Regions from separate parts of the Bombyx mori genome. Here region 1 is linked to region 2. A link is a contact called in public Hi-C data. All regions are on one chromosome and are shown on one strand. The core of a region is the stretch at or near the end of the contact, and the rest is flanking DNA. Distances in the headings are between cores, read along the strand shown.

Region 1 (4,831 bases), core at 168-2,667, 110 kb after region 2:
TGGTGAGAACTCAGAGGGCATTAAAACTTTATTGTCTAATGTAATTAATACTCATACACAATGTACGAGAGTGTAATATTGCGTGACAATTACATTTTGTACTTTATTATTTTTAAACAAGCGCATTTTCTATTCATATTAATTAATAGAATCGGAATCGTTATAGTGAAAAATCATAAGCTGCTTAGTTATTGAGCACAATTATTAATTTAGAATTTTGTTCATTGGCAACACCGAGCGCTTCGTGGTGTTGCCAAGTTTTTTTTTTTTAAATCCTTCCTAATTTTAAGCTTATCAACGTTGTGTGTTTGACGGTGTATATTAATTACCGTGTAGTGTTTATTTTGGTGTATTGTTAGCGAGTGTTTATATCATTCTTCATCTGTATCGGGATCGCTTGAGTATTCCGCTGCCGCGGCTTGGAGTCGCGGTGGAAATGGACCTCTCGTTTGTTGTCTGTAAAACGTATGGTTTTCTATTTTATTTTTATGCTATTAACAGTGTCATTGGTACATCCAAACTGACAACTGGATTGAGTCTTGGACATAATTCGCACTTTATTTTCCCTTACCCTTACGTAACCTTAACTAGTAGGTGAGCTCACGGGGCTCAAACCTGACGACGTTGCTAACACGAACCCTAGCCGGAGCCGTGCTTCGCAGAATTTACCACCGGATTGGAAACGCGACTCACTGAGAAGATCCGGCGAGAAACTCAGTGGGCTGTGTCTATGGGGGAATTCGCACAGTCAATGGCATTATCGACGGATGCATTTAGCCATTCATATGGTATCTTTAATTGATAAGAAAAAATTATCACTGTATGTCCGGAACTAAATGTGTCCGTGGCGCTATGTCTGTGTCCCGACGTTATTAATGTCTATGAACAACGCTAGCCAATAACAATCAAGTGAAGTCGCCTTCAAGGAAATTGCTTAGATGGGTGGATGACCTCACAGACCACCTGGTATTGAGAGGTTACTGGAGCCCATAGACATCTACAATTTAAATGTTCAATTCACCTCGAGAAACAAGTCCTAAGGACTCAAGTATAGTTACAACGGCTGCCCCGCCCTTTAATTTGAACTTCAGTTTCAAACCGAAACGCATTACTGCTTCACGGCAGAAATTGCAGGGCGGTGGTACCTACCCGCGCGAACTCACAAGAGGTCCTACCACCAGTAATTATAAATTATTCCTTCCCCGTGGAAGTCAATCATGAACATTTCTTAAGTACGTATTTCGTTAGACACAAATTCGTACCCGCCTGCGGGGTTCGAACACCGGTGCATCGCTCAACACGAATGCACCGGACGTCTTATCCTTTAGGCGGTAACGTTACAGAGGTTTAGATCGAGTAGAAGTGGCACGCACGCGAGCCTGCGGTAGTGGTTGAGCCACTCCTCCAGCATCTGTGCCTGCAGCAGCGAGGGCGCCAGCGAGGGCCTCCGCGCCGCCGCCAGCCCGCCCGACGTCTCGCGCCACACCACCCAGCGACGGACCACGCTCTCCGCTTCCGACATCTACACAACAACAATACAACACCCTGTATATATGATTAGCAGTAAAAATTGTTTTTTTGAAAAAAAAAAATCAATTTTTTATTATTTACGTATGCTGATAGCCTTGAGAGGCTATTTCAACTTCACCCTAACTTGTGTAGGTTGAGCTCACAGGGCTCAAACAGGATTGTTGCTAGCCTTAGCAACTGGCCCTAGCAAGAGCGGTGCTCCGTAGAATCTACCACCGGATCGGAAACGCGACCCACTGAGAAGATCCGACGAGAAACTCAGTGGGCTGTGTCTGAGGGTTAATTCGCGCGTCAAGCCCTTCGTCGCAAGCGACGGGTTCGACGAGGACGGTGTACTTTAATCAATCTATTTATATATCTAATCTGATCTAGTAGTAGCGTTCTTTGTTTTAGAAATCATCCAATCATCTTGCTACTGGAGGTAGGACCTCTTGTGTGTCCGCGCGGGTAGGTACCACCACCCTGCCTATTTCTGCCGTGAAGCGTTTCGGTTTGAAGGGTGGGGCAATTGTTGTAACTATACTGAGACTTTAGAACTTATATCTCAATAACACACCAGGTGGGCTGTGAGCTCGTCCACTAATCTAAGCAATAAGAAATATATAGATTTTTAGATTTAATTAGAAATCTTTGAAACATGTAATATTTCTATGAAACTTATTATACGTTTTCGAGAAAAATTCTGTAATAAACAGTTTTATTAGTCTATCCGTAATTTATAACACCCATACCTCATCGCAAGTCAGAAAATGTACAGGCAATAATTTCCCTTCTGAATCCGTTAGCGGCAGGTATATCATATCTTCATTGTCATCTTGTTGTTCCCTGAAATAGAAATTAAACTTTTTTTTTAAAAACGATCATTACTTGTAATCACTTGTAATGTTTTGGATGCGCTTAGTCAAATTTTAAGATCAAAAAGATGGATAGGCAGACGACTTCACTGCACATAATAATATAATGTATGTATAATATGAAGTTTCTAGTCTCCAACTTGTCAGGATAACAGTAATTAAGCACATAAACATATAACATATTAAAACGTTACTCTCACGACAGCTGTTAGCTGTGGTTCTAAATTTCTTTCAAAGATAATTAACTACGATCACTTAATTGTTTTTTTTTTGAGCTGATTGCGTCAACTTTTTGTCATATGAGTGGTCTATTATCAAAGGTGGCAATCTGTGCATTTGGACAAAAAAAAATTATTGATATTTCAATACAGATTGATTTGAATATAATCGTCTCCTTCAAAGAATACGGTTCAAAACCTGCATTAAATAAAGGTTAATAGTTAACCTGTTATTTATCTAAGATGTCGTTCCGAAGAGTTTTGTGACTGCCAATGGAATACAAAGTCAATAATTCGTTTTTCTGATTTACCAATCATTGTCCAAAAGTCAGATTGCCGGCTTTGATAATAGTCGACTCATATACAACAAATATTTTGAAATAACAAAATTATTACTTTAAGTTTTATTTAAATTAATAACTGATAAAACTAAAGAAAGTCGAGTACCTAATATTATTGTCAAATTGTAGTTTTTTTGATTAGAAAAATATAATAAAACATGAACGTAGTCGGTACTAACGAGGGTAGTAACTTAAACAATTTCAGTGTTACCAGATTATACGATTTATGGTATAAAAAATAAATTAAAAATGCAATTAGGTTATTTTATATTTTGATGCATTAAAATATGATTCATTTTTAGTCAACATGCGAGAACAATGAAGTTATTTTTTTTAAACTTTCCATAGTGATTATACCTTTTTAATTCGCAAATCCTGGTTACGCCCTTGTATAGAGAAAAGTGCATACGAAACGAAATGCGATCACAGCTTCAATTAATAGCATTTATTGCCTCAATCGAGACGTCCTTTCAAATAACATTTATTGTTATATATATAGAATGAAACTCACCGACAAATATACGTATGCCTATGCGAATAAGGCTCTATGGGCACTAGCGCGGAGAAATGTCCGCGAGTGTATCCGAGGCATAAAGGCGATTTAGAACAAAACTGGGGGTCCCACAGTAGCGGTAAGTATATACCTGGAATCATATATTTGCTGGTTAATAGTATAGTAAATATTTGCTGGTTAATGGAACCAGTTGATTGCTCCGATTTAAGACGAACCCGGACAGCGAGACCGCTACCTTCTTTCAGCTCTTATACCTATTACAACTGCTCCTTAATAAATCCGTTTCAAATATGACTAAATTTTAATTATTATTATTAATTTGATGTCATTACTAATATTCGTTAATAGTTAAGAGAAATAATTTCGTAGGCATTTATGAAATAATACGCTCTCTACATATTATTATATAGTCAATACTACATGACAATGTGTGAAACATTAGTATTCATTTTATTAGAACGTTACCTTTCTGTCTTACGGCAAAAAAAATATGGACATTCAACAAAATAAAATAATGAAGACAAAAGTCATTTCTAAAATATGATTTATTTTATTGCTTAGATGGGTGGACGAGCTCACATCCCACCTGGTGGTGACCAATGGTTACCTCTGGACGACATGACCAGGGTATAAGCACTATAAGCCGCCACTCACCCCGAGACACAAGTTCGAAGTCTTAGTTTTTTTCAGTACGGCAGAAATAGGCAGGGTGGGTACCACCTACCCACCTACCCGTGCGGACTCACAAGACAACTTATAAGTTGTATATACGGCCGTGTCAAATTATTCACTAAATTCGGTAGTGCTGAAATCTTGTCATCAAAACCAAAAATCGAGTCTTACATTAAACAAAAAAATCGCTTAAGCAAGTAACTATTGATTTGGATATTTTTGTCATGGTATCTTGACCTTCATAATTTTGACATGGATTTAAATTTCAAAAAACAAAAGCAACAAATGGCAATTACACAACGTTCAATATGAAAAATTTAAAAAATCAATACTCGTTACTCGACCTTACAGCATTAACATTAAGAAACATTTTCAACTGTACCTTGAAACCGTGCAAATCCTAAGGCCTCCCCCCGGAAGGAATTCACAACGTTGACCCCGTACACGATGATCGGACGACGCATCACGTGCGCGAGGACGAACACATGGATCTAAACGAATACGATTTTTTTTTATTTAACAACTAGCTGACCCGGCAGACTTCGTAGTGCCTCAATCGATAAATAAAAGACCTAGTTTTGTATACAATAAACATAAAACAAACAAAAGGAATCCGTCCGACGGGGGACACATCAAAGGAAAAACAAAATTGTTATTTTTATTTAATTCCGAGCATTTTCATATTCAACTACATTTTAAACG
Region 2 (4,711 bases), core at 52-2,551:
CATTCTTTCCAATCGAATGAATGATTACAAATAAATAATCTTGATATTTTAAAACCAATTGTGAAGATGATACTTTGTACAACATCCTTATTAATTTTTTAAAACGATAGTTTCTTCCTTCAAAATAAACATTTTTGGGGATAGCCTTTAATTCAGTCTGATAATTGAAATGATCTTGTACGTTTCAAAGAACTATCTATATTCTAAAACTATCGTTTTTTTTTTATCATTTGCTTTCTTGTGTCAATAATATCGACAAATGAAAAGTGTACAAAGTACCAACTTCAGTTCCTAGATGGCGCTGTCGCGAGTGAATCGCTCGTTCGAGTAGACGAATGTTCTAGAAGAGGCGAGCCCGTCGTTTGAGTTCGTTTCGGCGCCACTGCGGCAAGCGGTAGAAGTCTTGCCGGTTGATCTGGAGAATGGCTTCGAATTCGGCGTCCGAGAGATGTCGCTGTTAATATATTTTTTTTATATTAGAATACAATGAAGTTTGTGACAAACACTGAGATCCATGAAGCCATGAACATGAGAACTGTTAAGGAAGAGATAAGGTTGACAGGTACTAAGTACAGAACTCGGCTGGAAAACCACCGCAATAGCATTCACAAAAGTAAGTTACATCAAATGACTGAAACGTCATGATATACAGGGAGTTGGTGACAGATGGTGATCAATGAGGAGTCTCCTGGTGAGGAGCTTCTTCGACGCGATGGCACACACAACGCATCTGCTCATAGTCCAGGACTGATCGCAGATAGGCACATAAAAATAATAATAATAATAATAATATTAGAATGCGTAATTATGAAATTGACATTTCTAATCTGAAATCTGTTTTAAATTGATCCACCAACGTCTCTAGAACCAGTCTTTGTCCACTTCAAGTAAGCAACAACGCATAGTGTTTTTTGGTTAAGTGGGGTTCTACAATTAACAGTAATAGGATAGGTACCACCCCGCGTATTTCTCAGTTTGAAGGGTGGGGCAGCCGTTGTAACTATACTGAGACCCTAGAACACATATCTCAAGGTTAGTGGCGGTATTTACATTGTAGATATCTATGGGCTCCGGTAACCACTTAACATCAATCAGGTGGGCTGTGAGCTCGTCCACACATCTAAGCAATAAAAAATTATAACTTTTATATTATTGCCCTTGTAGGCGAGCTTACAGCCCACCCGATGGTGAGTGTTTACCGTCGCCCATGGACTTCAGCAATGCCAGGGGCAGACTCAAGCCGCTGCCTACCGTCTACCTACCTCTAAGTTAAGCCTGTCGACGTCGGGCGGCAGCCTGTAGTTGGTGATGAGCAGCAAGTGGTAGGGGTAGAGCTTGGCCGGCTCGTGCAGGAGATGCGAGGTGGCCATGTTGGGGAGGGAGCGGCGCACGCCCCCCACCCCGCCGCGCACCCCCACCCCCGACCCCAGCGTGCTCACCCCGCGGACCACTATACCCGCTTCGGTTGTCTGCGCAATCAAATACGATGCATAATGAGCTTTCCGTTATTTCTACTAACAATAAACATTTACTGGTGGTAGGACGTCTTGTGAGTCCGCGCTGGTAGGTACCACCGTCCCCCGCTTATTTCTGCAGTAATGCGTTTCGGTTTGAAGGGTGGCGCTGCCGTTGTAACTCTACTGAGACCTTAGAACTTACTCAAGCTAGGTAGCGGCGTTTACGTTGTGAATGTCTATGGGCTCCGGTAACCGCTTAACACCAGGTGGGTTGTGAGCTCATCCACCCATCTCAGCAATAAAAAAAAACAATTCTTGTCAGAGTTCAAACAGTAAGCAGAGCTGATAAACATCAGAACGCGGATGCCGTAAATTTATATATTTGACTGAGCATTTTTTTTAATGTGTTATGTTTCGACAGAAAAGCGCATCTTCATTTTAATTCTAATTACTTTTATACGGATTCAAATGTGATCAAGAAGAGATTCTCGATTCATTTCTGGATCACAGAGCTAACAGCCCACCCGGACTAACCACTAAGTTTATTGGAGCTTATGATCATCAGAATGCGAATGCAGTCTTATCCATCTTGAGGCACTAAGTCTTAGTCTCCCTTATATTGTGTTCACATCAGCACGTATGACTGCTTCGCGACAGAAATATGCAGGATGGTTATCTTATCCCTTGCGAGTTTACAAATTGTTCTACCACCGGTAAATTTCCTTGTGGTCAAGTTGTTTTTTTTGTCATTTTCTTTTTTAGGTATGTTATATAATTTTCTTTCATAACTTTTAATAATTTTTCTCGTCTTTAATAAAATAAATAAAAATCATTTAATTCAGACCATCTTAAGCCTATATGTTGTAAGTAGTTGTAAGTATACTTATAACTATGTTAGTAAAATTATAATTAAAATTAAATATACCAAAATTATTAAAACATTTAATACATTAAAATAAATAATTTGTTCGTATTATATCAGAAAATAATGTTTAAATTTTAAATGAACTTACCACAGCACTTCTATCCACATCGGTTATGGAGCCGGCAGAAACTGTAAGAATACATTTTTACACATCACTACAGCATCTACTTTAAAAAAATAATCTTACATTGATACTAATAAATTTTTAATTAGTGTATAAAGTGCTTATTTGTGTTAGTTATCTTTTACGAGAATGTTTTAAAGCTGGGATGTGTTGCGATTTGTTTATTGCATGATTAATAACACAAATGAAACGTATGGTGTCTACAAATATATTAAAATTGCATTTTGAATTTTGATTCGGATGAAAATAATTAACAGTCTAGATTTGAAGTCTGCAGCTAAATCATACATTGCTTTCCACATCAATGATGTTGGCTCCAGTTTTATTAAAACTCTCATAAAATGAATTTTCCGTTCGCAGTCAGTTGAAATTAACTTTTAATTTTAATTTTTTTTATTGCCCTTGTAGGCAGACGAGCATACGGCCCACCTGATAGTGAGTGGTTACCGTCGCCCATGGACTTCAGCAATGCCAGGGGCAGAGCCAAGCCGCTGCCTACCGCAAACTGTCCATATTTCATGTTAATAAAAAAATCCTAACCGAGTCCGTGTCATACATGTAGATAAAAATATAATAATTTTGTGACATTGTTAATAAAATGTTAACTTTATTTTAATTATTAAACTACAGCAAATGCAGATTATATTTAGTGCATTTTTTTTTGTTTATTAATACGACATTTTTAAAATGAAGTATGAAGTTTCTTTGCCTTTACTATTATCGTGATCCTCGGATTCCGAATAAAATTTACAATCAAAATCAACTCTCCAGGATGTTTAGAAATAATTTGCAAAATTACATCGTAATGTTTGTTTGATTTAAGAAAGAGAGTCCATAAAGACATGATGAAAAGTAAAGTCAATTTATGATTATTCACGTAAAAATTCTATTAATGAAAACTATTGGTACATATAATAAATACTATGAATAAGCGCTTTGCGGAAGGCGGGATTCCAAAGTGAAAACTAAAAAATGTTGTTTGTCTCTTTCTCGCTTAAGCTTTATGCGTACGTTTGTCTCTCTCCGGCAAGCGAGGCGATACTACTTACTGCACAGATCCGTCCGCACTGCGCGCAAAAAACAACCCAAATCTTAATAGAATACGTGCTAATAAGAATCATTATTCTTTGATATAATTTAATATAAATGTTACAATTGGCAACATTGGTCATTCAACGTGTATCGCCGCAGTAAGAAGTGGAAATAGGATATATATTTCGATTACGTAATTTTTTTTTTTTTTGTACTCAGTTAAAAAAATCGAAATACATTAAAAATTATAACACAGAAAACATATGTGCAAAAAGCCGACCTAAGCTCAGAGATTGTTTTTTTTCAACAAACCCGAAATAACGATAGAATATATAAAATATGTACTTTGAATTTATACTATACAAAATAATGTAAGAAGATAGTTAGAATTTTTTTTGATGTCAACGCCATACACACCAACCATCCAAATAAAAAAATATAGTATGAAATCCTAATATGTCAGATAAAACCTATACATATATATATATATATATATATATATATATATATATATATATATATATATATATATATATATATATGTATAAATGTGTATAAATATATATATACACGTTAAATTTATTGTGTGTACCTACATTTTTATAGTTCTTGTCCCAAAATAATATAAAAAGGAGGTACATACTATCTGATTTGCCGCTGCTGAAGTCGGTGCTATGAGTTTTATCTCCCATGCCGCTGAATGTGAAGTCACCCTGTAATTACATTAATACAATGACTGCCTATCACAAATACTTAATATTTGGTATTTTAAAACGATTTATTTAACTGCTGCTTTGTTCGAAAATAAGAATTGTTTAATTGCCAATATTTTCACTATTACTTACAAAATACCGTTGGGATACACCCTGTATATATAGTATTGTAATCTTTTTAGGGTCCGGAAAACAAATACACTACCTTAATCTAAGTAGACAACAATATATGTGCATTCAATGAAACACAGTCGAAGGCAGTATGTAGATAATGACAACAAAATTCACAACCCAAAAAATTCTCATTAATGCAGTTTATTCAACACCGCGTTCATTGACCCCAGAATTCAATTTGTAATTCGTTGCGGGCCCAGGTTAGATCATACTATTAAAATTATTCTCATATTTGTAAATCAATATTGGGTTTCGGGAAACGTTTTTAAACACCCTGTATAGTCAA

Evidence for each region. A called contact is a pair of places that touch in the nucleus more often than the background predicts.
Region 1: a contact with region 2 is called in a Hi-C map of whole pupa, with 6 times the contacts expected there. The contact joins two enhancer-like sites. A contact is called at or near these places in 2 of 7 Hi-C or Micro-C datasets (an unstated tissue and whole pupa).

The regions. Positions count from the first base shown.
Region 1 is chr26:7,252,109-7,256,939 of ASM3026992v2, forward strand. LOC101745507 (ubiquitin thioesterase trabid) reads right to left here. Exons shown (of 19, transcript XM_062676337.1): 15 at 4,512-4,620; 16 at 3,455-3,587; 17 at 2,262-2,355; 18 at 1,374-1,522; 19 at 1-456. The coding sequence ends at 372. Among protein-coding and RNA genes, the nearest start is that of LOC733061, 8.3 kb to the left of the region's middle. Within about 2 kb of position 1,418, at least 3 of the 8 cell types and tissues checked have open chromatin away from gene starts, as enhancers often do.
Region 2 is chr26:7,144,835-7,149,545 of ASM3026992v2, forward strand. LOC733061 (actin-binding LIM protein 2) reads right to left here. Exons shown (of 19, transcript XM_062676336.1): 16 at 4,182-4,251; 17 at 2,471-2,511; 18 at 1,263-1,469; 19 at 1-454. The coding sequence ends at 341. Among protein-coding and RNA genes, the nearest start is that of LOC134201485, 16 kb to the left of the region's middle. Within about 2 kb of position 1,302, at least 4 of the 8 cell types and tissues checked have open chromatin away from gene starts, as enhancers often do.